2 separate regions of the Sus scrofa genome follow, and region 2 is linked to region 1. Evidence: chromatin contacts called from public Hi-C data. All regions are on one chromosome and are shown on one strand. Each heading gives the region's core, a stretch centred on a gene start, on an enhancer-like site or on the middle of the called end of the contact. The rest is flanking DNA. Distances are from core to core; before and after follow the strand shown.

Region 1 (5,033 bases), core at 1,289-3,788:
AAATCTAAACTAGAATTCATATCTCCAGATTCAGAGGAGCTAGAAATGCCATACTGCTCTTTCTGAAGCTCAGAACGTTGTATACCTAAACAGTCATCTCCTTCCTCTGAGGCATCACCCCCAAGACAGTAGCATTAGCGGAGCCACCAGGACTTAGAATCAGTGAAGATTTACCATCAAATGAATGATGATTAAATTTCAGGGCCACTCGTTTGCAAGGTTATGTATATAATTTTCAAAATAAACCATTTTAAAGAAACCATTTAAAATACGTTTTTTAAGGAGTTCCCATAGTGGCTTAGTAGTTAACGAGCCTGACTAGGATCCATGAGGGTAGGTTTGATCCCTAGCCTTGCTCAGTGGGTTAAGGATACAGTGTTACTGTGAGCTGTGATGTAGGCCAGCAGCTGTAGTTCCCATTCCACCCCTAGCCTGGGAACCTCCATGTGCCGTGGGTGTGGCCCTAAGAAGACAAAAAAAAAAAAAGATTATGGTCCCTTTCACTCAAATGATCCTTCCTCTATTCTTTCTCTTCCACGGGTGGCACTGGAATGGCCTTATGTGTTGGAGATCTAGCTAAGAGCAAGTTTAGTTGGCAATACATGTAGTCTGAGTTTAGTGAGATATGTTTATGTGGTTCAAGTCACTTCAGAAGCACATAGTGGGTGTTTATTTAGAATGAGAATTAGGGAGTTCCTGTCGTGGCTCAGCAGTATCGAATCCAACTAGTATCCATGAGGATGTGGGTTTTGATCCCATGCCTCTCTCAGTGGGTTAAGGATCCAGTGTTGCTGTGAAATGTGGTGTAGGCCAGCAGCTGCAGCTCCAATTCGACCTCTAGCCTGGGAACTTCCATATGCCATGGAGGCAGCCCTAAAAAGATAGGAAAAAAAGAAAGAAAAAAAATAGAATGAGAATTACCCTAGGTGTTCTTCTAGGGGAGTGGTTTCCAGGAACCCTCCCAGTGCCCATTGACTATTTGAGCCAGTGTTGCATCCTGAACGTGTGGAGGAGTTGGACTGAGTTTCATAGACCAGCATTGTAAGGGTATGAGTAGTGGAGAAAAAACAAAACTTGAAACATACAGAGTCAGAAACTAGTATGGAAAATATGTCTCATTGTCAGTTCTTAGTAGAAAATTTGGTTCTCATTGAAGGTGAGTAAGTGGAAGTTCTTTCCTCTCAGGAATATAACCTGATAATGCAACATACACAGTTATAAAGACACCATATATTTTTTTTTCTTTTGTGAAGGGAATAGTGGAAAATACAAAATTGGCATAGGTCCTCGCAGGGAACTGAATGGGAGTGAGGCGCCTAAAGCTGAAGCTTCATCCGTTTCATTGTAAATCTGCCTTGGAAAATGCTTTTCAAAATTATATGAAGAGATAGCCAAAGGTGCAAGCAAAAAATGTGGAAAAAATATTATGGAGGTGCAGCAGATAGGGACAAACGTCAACATATTTTTATACATTTTGTGACCTTTGTGATCTTTTCTATTAAAAAAAATTAATAATATGTTGTGACTTTTTTTCATTCTAAAGAAATACAAAGTATTTCTTTTATTAAAGGGCACCTCCCTCTCCCTGACAAAATGTTTTAAGAAGCTCCAGGCCTCACAAAAAAAATCTGGATTTGCCTCTACTGAGAGTAGCTATCAGATGACTTTGGTTCATTCATTTCCCTAAACATTCGTGAAATTCACCTCACAGCATTTCATGTCCTTCTGGAGAGGTGTTCACTTCCGGTTTTCTTTAGGGACCGGGAATGTGGCATCTTTGTGATTTCTGTGTTTGCAAATTCTAAAGCGATAAGATTCCTCTTGCTGTCTAATGGTACAACAGTTGTTTTGGACTCTGTAATAACCTCAGCTTCAGGATCTGGGAGAGCGTTGCTTTTTGCCAGCAAGCAGAACACAAGGCAAGACTTTTGGCTTAGCATAAAATAGTGTTGAAATTGTGTATTATAGTAGAGTACTATTAACTACAGTTTATGCACAAATAGGCCAAGGCCCAGGGGAAAAAAATTGCTTTACCCAAGTTCATGGGATAATGAATATCAGAGCTGCAATTATAATTTTCCAACTCCCCAACTGTACATGCAATTTGCAGGTTTACAATCCTGTACAAAAAACCGACAGAGAACACAGATGGGCTTCTAACCCCTACTAATGAGAGCATCACTCTTCATTGCAGGGATAATTAAGCAAATATTTAGTGGTCAGAAACCCACCCAGACTTTAAATAAAATCAATCAAACCCCAATCCCTTGGGAGATGTTGATTTTGGATTTTTTTTTTTTTAACTCGGAAATGTAACTTTGTGTGTGTGTGTGTGTGTGTGTGTGTGTGTAGTTCTTATTTTTATAATTTAAAGCAGAGGAGAGTTAATCCAGTTGTATTATGCCTATTGAAGAGCCACATTCTCCAGAAAGGCTTGCTCTGACACTCAAAAGGCGCCAGGTCAGAAGAGCATTTTCTCTTTGTGGATTGCTCTTTTTTTCCCCTCAGAATTTTCTTTCTTCCTTATGGAATTAGACCCTTTAAGTAAATTGCAAACAGTACTCCCTGTGTGAGGCAATGTCTAGCCCAGTACACTATGTGACACAGTCATTGACATTTCTTGTGTAAATAACAGCAGTTGGATTCAGCATTTTCAAGAATGGGAGTTGAAAAAAGAATGAACTATTTTTTCCAAGATAAAGCATACTATATGTTCTAGAAATTCAAAAGGTCTGAGGAATGAAAGGAACAAATTAATATATAAGCCTTGCGTTATTTTTGTTCCAACCGGTCCATTCCACCTTCCCCTCATAATTCTCTTTAGTCAGCTATACTTTCCTTTTTTCCATAGAATTTATCACCTTTGAACAAACTCTAGACTTTATTTATTTATTGTGGCTATAGTTTATTATCTGTCTCTGCCTGCTAGAATGTAAGATCTAAGGGGACAAGAATTTTTATCTGGGTGTATCCCAAGCACCTAAAATAGCACCTGGCATACAATAGGGGCTCAAGAAATAGTTGCTGGATGACCATGTACTATGTGTCAGCACTTGGAGAGCAAAAAGTGAATATGATATTATGCTTTCCTTTGAGAAGCTTAATTACTTTCTCCACGGATTGAAATTCTAGAATTTTGGCATTAAATATTTGTACCATTCTTTCTTATCCTTCCCATTAGAACCCTGATTTGTTTGAGGTGGCAGCATGTCTAATAAAAACAGCCCATGATGTAACTTTCCTCACAGCTTTTCTTTTAATTCTGGCCAACAAGACACAAGCTGAATTCTCTTAGGGATATCTAGGAAAGTTTTGTTTTCCTGATAAAGACATTTCCATTTCCTCTTTGTCACTTCTTTCTTCTTCCTGTCTGGAACATGGATATGATGCTTGGGGGTCTAGCTGCCATTTTGAGGTTAGGAGGGGTGAAAGCAAAATGCTAAAGATGACAGAGTGAAAAGATAGAACAGAATGGCCTACTCCTAGGCTTGTTACAAGGGAAATATATAATATTTGGTTAAGCTTTTTTTTTTTTTTTGTGGTCTTTTTGCCATTTCTTGGGCCGCTCCTGTGGCACATGGAGGTTCCCAGGCTAGGGGTCGAATAAGAGCTGCAGCTGCCAGCCTACGCCAAAGCCACAGCAACACGGGATCCAAGCCACGTCCTCGACTCACACCACAGCTCATGGCAATGCCAGATCCTTAACCCACTGAGCAAGGGCAGGGATCAAACCTGAAACCTCATGGTTCCTAGTCAGATTCATTAACCACTGCGCCACAATGGGAACTCCTGGTTAAGCTTTTTTTTAAAAATGTGGATCTACATTATACTGAACCAAAAAAAAACAATCCTACAAAATACACCCATCTCAAATTATGACTTAGCTAAACATCTTTGATATATTTCATGATCCCAATCTTTCTGAGAGTTAAGCCCACTGGATAAATTCTACATTTTGGTGCCGTACTATTGTGGACTCAGGGAGTCTCAGAAATAGAGAGGAAAGGAAGATGACTGGAGGACAGAGGATTCCTGCTATGAGGAATATACTTCCCAAATGAATTCATAGTCATTAAAGTATCTCTGCTGTAACTGCTCTTAAGAAAGCAACTACTTTTTAGTAGAGGGTTTATGTTTATTTTCCTCCCCTCTTGGGGCACTAGCTTATAGTAGATTTATTGCTATGCATGTACAGAGACTAAGTAGAGATACTGAAATTGCAGATAATAGGGCTAGATCATCTGGAAAACTTTTGTACTAATATAATGGTTGCTGTGACTCTCACACAAGTATATGTATATACAGGTGTATGAATGTGCAAGAATGTGTAAGAGTGTCCTCTTGGCATCCTCAAACCAGCCATAATTTAGTTCCTCTTTATCTTAGTCAGAATAGCCATTCTTTTTTTTTTTGCTTTTTAGGGCCGCACTTACGGCATATGGAGGTTCCCAGGCTAGGGGTCTAATTGGAGTTATACTTGCTGGCCTACACCACAGCCACAGCAACGCCAGACCGCCAGACCGCCAGACCCAAGCCGTGTCTGTGACCTACACCAGAGCTCATGGCAACACCGGATCCTTAACCCACTGAGCGAGGCCAGGGATTGAACCAGCAACCTCATAGTTCCTAGTCATGTTCATTTCTTCTGTGCCACAACGGGAACTCCTAAATAACCATTTTTATGTCACTGCCGTTTTGATATTTGCACAACGGTAAACTTTATTTTCTTTTTTGTAGATTTGTTGGCAATACCACACAAAAAATAAAATATCTCCCTTATTTCTGGGAACTGGCATGTGCTTCTATTGTGGATCTTCGTGTTTGGTGCTGTGATTTTTTATTTATTTATTTTTTATGTAAAACTAATCCTATAAAGGGAAACTTTCAATTCCCTTCTGCAAAGAACATTTAGTAGCATTAGCTGAGGGTTTGTTAGTTTCTTTGTTCGTTTTTATAAAGATGCTATCTTATTATGGATAATGTCTTTTAAACCTTTTAAAATTTAAGATGGCAAATTATTCCTATGTTTAGTC
Region 2 (5,107 bases), core at 619-3,118, 69 kb before region 1:
GCTAAAGAAAGACGCCTCCAGCAGCCCGGCGTCCACGGCCTCCTCGGGAAGTTCCACTTCTTTGAAATCCAAAGAAATGAGCTTGGTAGGTCATGAGAAGTGTCACTTGCCTGTATAGCAATGTAGTTTTGGGGAACCAGAGGTCCCCTAAAGTATCTGAAATGTGGGGTTTTTACTGATTGAGAGTTAAGTTTTTAAAGTGTTTAAAAGTGAAACTCATTGTCCTGCTCTCTGTCCCCATGGTGATGACTTTTTCCCTCTGGGTTGTCTATTTTGGACCATGGTTAGAGAGAGATAACAAGCTTCCAGGTCCATTGCCTTCTTGCCTCGTGTATTCCCGGCACAGGCTTTCTGAAGCTTCCTAGTTGGCAAATGGTTCAAACATCTCAGGTCCTGAGAAAGCCTCATTTCTTCAGTGGTGCATTTCCCCTGGTTTTAGACTGACCCATTCTGTCAGGCCATGTTGTGATTAGGTTGCTGGGCAGGTGGTGATGTACTCAAGGCAGCATTGGAGGAAGCCTGAAACTGGTGGAGGGAGAAGGGTGCTGCAGGCCCGTTCATGCTTTAAGTCATTCAATAAACACTGAGGAGTGTGTTATCTTTTCACTCTCCATAACACACCCCAAAAACCCTGCAGTGAGTCCTTACATAGTCCCCCAAGGCATTATCCCATTTCAGTGATGGGGAGGAGAGCCTAAGGAACTTGCCAAGTTTACCCAGCTCATCAGATCCAAGGTCAGAGGGAGCTTGGGGCTCTAACCCATGTTCTCTGCTACCCGGTGGCGCTTCTCAGACTGTGATTAAAAGGACATGAAGGGTTGAGGAGTTCCCATCATGGTGCAGTGGAAACAAATCCGACTAGGAACCATGAGGTTGCATGTTCAATCCCTGGCCTCCCTCAGGGGGTTAAAGATCCGGCGCTGCCAGGAGCTGTGGTATAGGTTGCAAGCACAACTTGGATCTGGCATTTCTGTGGCTGTGGCATAGGCCGGCGGCTACAGCTCCGATTGAACCCCTAGCCAGGGAACCTCCATATGCTGTGGGTGCAGCCTAAAAAGCAAAAAAAAAAAAAAAAAAAAAGGACATTAAGTGTTGAGATGCAGAAGATGCCCTGCAACCCTGTTACTATCTTGACTCCTAAGGGCCTCTGAACCAGTGGGTCCACACATATTTGTTTGTTTGTTTTTTTTTTTTTTTTTTTTTTTGAAGGACTGCACCCATGGCCCACGGAGGTCCCCAGGGTAGGGGTCGAATCGGAGCTGTAGCCACTGGCCTACACCACAGCAACGCCAAATCCAAACCATGTCTGCGACTTATACCACAGCTCATGGCAATGCTAGATCCTTAATCCACTGAGCGAGGCCAGAGATCGAACCTGCCTCCTCATGGATACTAGTCATGTTTGTTTCCACTGAGCCATGATGAGGACTCTGGCTCCATACTGTTTATATTAGGCAAGTGGGTGGTGCTGCTTAATGCCAAAGAATTATTTTTTTTAGGTACATCTCTCAAAATGATAGGACCAGTCCTAGGGCTTTTGCCTGTGAGATACTAGCTTGCTTCTCATCAAATTGATGGCCCGCTGTCTCTACTGTTACTCTCAATCCCACTGCCGCTAAAAGGCAAGGGTAGAAAGGGAGTCTTCCCTCAGATAGTCTGAATGACTGGGGTATTCATTTCTGAGTGACCGGGAACTTTCCTTGGGGTGGTCATCATTCCCACTTGGCCTAGATCCAAAGTCCACAAGCCTGATGGAAAAATACTTTTTAAAATAAAATCTGCGGAGGAAGGAGTGTGATCATGTTCTGTGTCTCTAGCTAGAGTTTTAATTCTGGCAGGAAGAGGAAAGGTCAACATTTCTCGCTCACAAGTTAATGCTGTCAACATTGTGTGGATTTATGAAAATTGGCTGAGGGAGTAGCTAGAAGGTGCCCAGTGTCCCAGCTGCTGTTGTGATAAATTGTGTAATATGGCTTGGATTAAAAATAATACTCATTTAATTTGTTTAATGATACCAGCATGAAAAAGCCAGCACGCCTGTTCTGAAATCCAGCACACCGACGCCTCGGAGTGACATGCCAACGCCGGGCACCAGTGCCACTCCAGGACTCCGTCCAGGCCTCGGCAAGCCTCCAACCATGGACCCCCTCGTTAACCAGGCTGGTAGGGCATCACCTCTTGTGTGCTGTGTTTTGTGTTCCCCCTTTCCGACTTGATTCATCTGTTGTCTCATGATGTTGTTTCCCCATGAATATGAAATGCACTTTCTGCCCGCCTCCCTCTTTCCTATCTCCGAAAAGCCATGATAAGAAACAGATGTTTGTCCTTGGGTTTCAGCAGCTGCACTCTGTTCAGTCTCCGACTGTTTACATTTGGCTTTTCTTTCATTTCCAAATAATCCAAATCCCAGGGACTTCAATAAAGTTTCTGATAATTATTCCGCATGTAAGCTCCTTACCAAACTATCATTGTGTGTCTGAGTTTGCTAATATTGACTGAAACAGCCGGTCTGGCCAGCTCAAGTATGCTTCTTGCTTGCTTTCGTTGGCTAGCATTCTGCTGGTACATCCCTTAGGAGTCAGTGGTCTCTCCTTCAGTAGAAATTGGGAGGGTTTCCCTGAGGCGCCTCCAGCCCCTGAATAAACTCATAACTTTTAACTTTATCTTCCTCCCTGGGAAAGGAAAAACGTAACACCCTGGGCCCAGGGGAAAAGAGGCCCCAGAATATTCTCCTAAAGCTGCGCTCTGGTTCACATAAATCCAGGATCAGGTTCTCATTTGGAGTTGTTAACAGGGAATGGAAACCTTGAGCTCAAGGAGACATCTCGGATTTTATCAAGAGTACCTTCCTTCAAGTCACATCATTAGGTGGTACTTGTGCCTCAGTTTGCCTTCTGTGAATTGGGTACACTGATACTGCTTAAAACTGCCTTCCCTCCCAGTGTTGCCAAGTGTTCCAACCAAGGAGGAAGTGCATGGGCAGTGCTTCTCTTGGGGTCCATTCTTCCCTGGAGATGAATTCATTTCTATGGGAAGAAGGGATCCTATGGAGGAACTGGAAGGGATACCACCCCAGCCTTCCCTCCTTTCCTATAATGATGGGCGCTGGAGAGGACCCTGGCATTGGTCAGGCTTGGACCTGAACCTAGGTAAGTCACAGCTGCTTGTGCTTCCTTGCAGCAGCCGGCCTGAGGACGCCCCTGGCGGTGCCCGGCCCGTACCCCGCGCCCTTCGGGATGGTGCCCCACGCGGGCATGAACGGCGAGCTGACCAGCCCCAGCGCCGCCTACGCCAGCCTCCACAACATGTCACCACAGATGAGCGCAGCCGCCGCCGCCGCTGCTGTGGTCGCCTACGGGCGCTCTCCGATGGTAGGGACGACAGGGATGGCCGGGGCGAGGGTGGGCGCGGGCGGGAGCTGCGGCGGCAGCGGCAGTGGTAGGCAGCTCCCAACCTGCTGACAAAGACCCACTGTCCCCACCGCACCCGCCTCCCTCTTGTCCGCCTTCATCAACATGCCGCTTCATTAAGCTGAGGCCAAATGTGTTTTGTTTGACTGTTTTTGTGGATGAAAAAAGGCAGTGTTTAGGAGCTGCTTCGGCGGTTCAGGGACATCTGGTTTTCTCCCACCGAAGTAGACTTTTTTTTTGGAAGGCGATGAAATGACTCAAGTAGCTCACAGAAGCCTTTTCATTCGTTTCTTGGTTTTTTTTTTTTTTTTTTTTTTTTCTCCTCCTCCTTAATTCTTAGGAAAAAATATTTGAGAAGCCGTAATTTTCTCTTTCCATGCTTATATTATTCTTTAAATCCAATAGTGTGGCTCAGGTTTAAGAAGTGATTTCAGTTCACCAGGGGGAATCACAAAGGGACTGAAACAGTGGGGCAGGTTCTCCTTGTCCTGCCTTCTCCCAGTGTGTAGATGGCCTTGTGTTTGACCAGGAAGAGAGACCGTGAAGGGAAAATTGACTGACTAGTCCGTGATTGTACCAGGAAAAGGGACTAGATTATAACTGATAGCACATGGAAGTTCCTGAATCATTTCTGTGGGTTCTTTGAAATCTGTCCCTTGCATTTCTTTCCTCTCCCTCCTTCACGACCTCCACTAATTTGGGGTAATATTGAAGTTTACCTTTTTTTCTCTTATATTGTGTTAGTAGGAAAGACTGTGCAGTGGGCAGCAGGATTGTTTAAAGCCAAACGGGTAGCTGAAGGACTAGGTACCTTCGTTAAGGTGCACAAAATAGAGAATCCATGTGTGAAACTGGGGGTAATTTTTCCCCCTAGGGACATCTGGTACTATCAGAAGACACTTCTGTTTCTCTGAACAGGGGTGGTACTAGTGGCACTTAAAGGGTAGAGGCCAGGGATGCTGCTAATTATCCTGCCCCCAACCGAGAAATACCTGGCCTAAAATGTCAATAGTGCCGAAGGTGATCGTCAGGTTGTCCTCAGGCTGACAGCATATTGCTCTTTGTACTTGTTTGGATGGGCAGGACATCCTAAGTCCATAGGGCGAATTTACCATGGGAGGCTGGTTCTCAGTGCACAGATAGATCACAAGCCTTCCTTCCTCCCCCAAAAGAAGTGTGTCTTGTGCTGTTTAGAGGTGGCTCTGTTACCTCACCCATTGTAATTTTTTCTTTTGAAAAAAATGCTAGCACATGTTCCTGTTTCTGTTGCTTTGGGGATTTCTGAGTTTCTAGTGCCAAGTCTTCAGAGATGTCACAAAGTGCCTACCCTGCATAAACTGAGTATGCGATGCTTTCTTTTGTTTCCAGGTTGGGTTTGATCCTCCCCCTCACATGCGCGTACCTACAATTCCTCCAAACCTGGCAGGAATCCCAGGGGGGAAGCCGTAAGTACCTTAATGCCTTAGTTTTGTTTTAAAGGCGCTTACTTAGTCATGGGTAGCGGCAGACTAGAATTCCAAAGGGAACATGGGCTTGGGTGTTTCCAAGGAGATTTCTAGTGTCTTTTCCTGAGGAGTGTTAACACTTTCTATAAATAGGCACCTGGTAGGTGTCATGTCTCTGTCTTCTCACTGTGGGTGATCTCATGCATTTCGTGATTTCTGCAGAGAAGGTGTTGGAGACAGGGACGAGGAGGG

The links. A called contact is a pair of places that touch in the nucleus more often than the background predicts.
Region 2: a Hi-C map of skeletal muscle shows a contact between it and region 1, with 2.7 times the contacts expected there. The contact joins two enhancer-like sites. A contact is called at or near these places in 4 of 47 Hi-C or Micro-C datasets (liver and skeletal muscle) and 1 of 2 datasets of contacts at active chromatin or transcription factors (skeletal muscle).

Annotation. Positions count from the first base shown.
Region 1 is chr1:234,233,671-234,238,703 of Sscrofa11.1, reverse strand. No RefSeq gene overlaps it. Among named protein-coding and RNA genes, the nearest start is that of SPATA31D1, 130 kb to the left of the region's middle. Within about 2 kb of position 2,538, at least 3 of the 83 cell types and tissues checked have an H3K27ac peak or open chromatin away from gene starts, as enhancers often do. A contact at or near this core is called in skeletal muscle, where this site is marked.
Region 2 is chr1:234,301,677-234,306,783 of Sscrofa11.1, reverse strand. It overlaps LOC100524475 (transducin-like enhancer protein 1), which reads left to right. Exons shown (of 20, transcript XM_003480540.4): 11 at 1-85; 12 at 2,019-2,163; 13 at 3,181-3,371; 14 at 4,779-4,855. Among named protein-coding and RNA genes, the nearest start is that of SPATA31D1, 67 kb to the left of the region's middle. Within about 2 kb of position 1,868, at least 23 of the 83 cell types and tissues checked have an H3K27ac peak or open chromatin away from gene starts, as enhancers often do. A contact at or near this core is called in skeletal muscle, where this site is marked.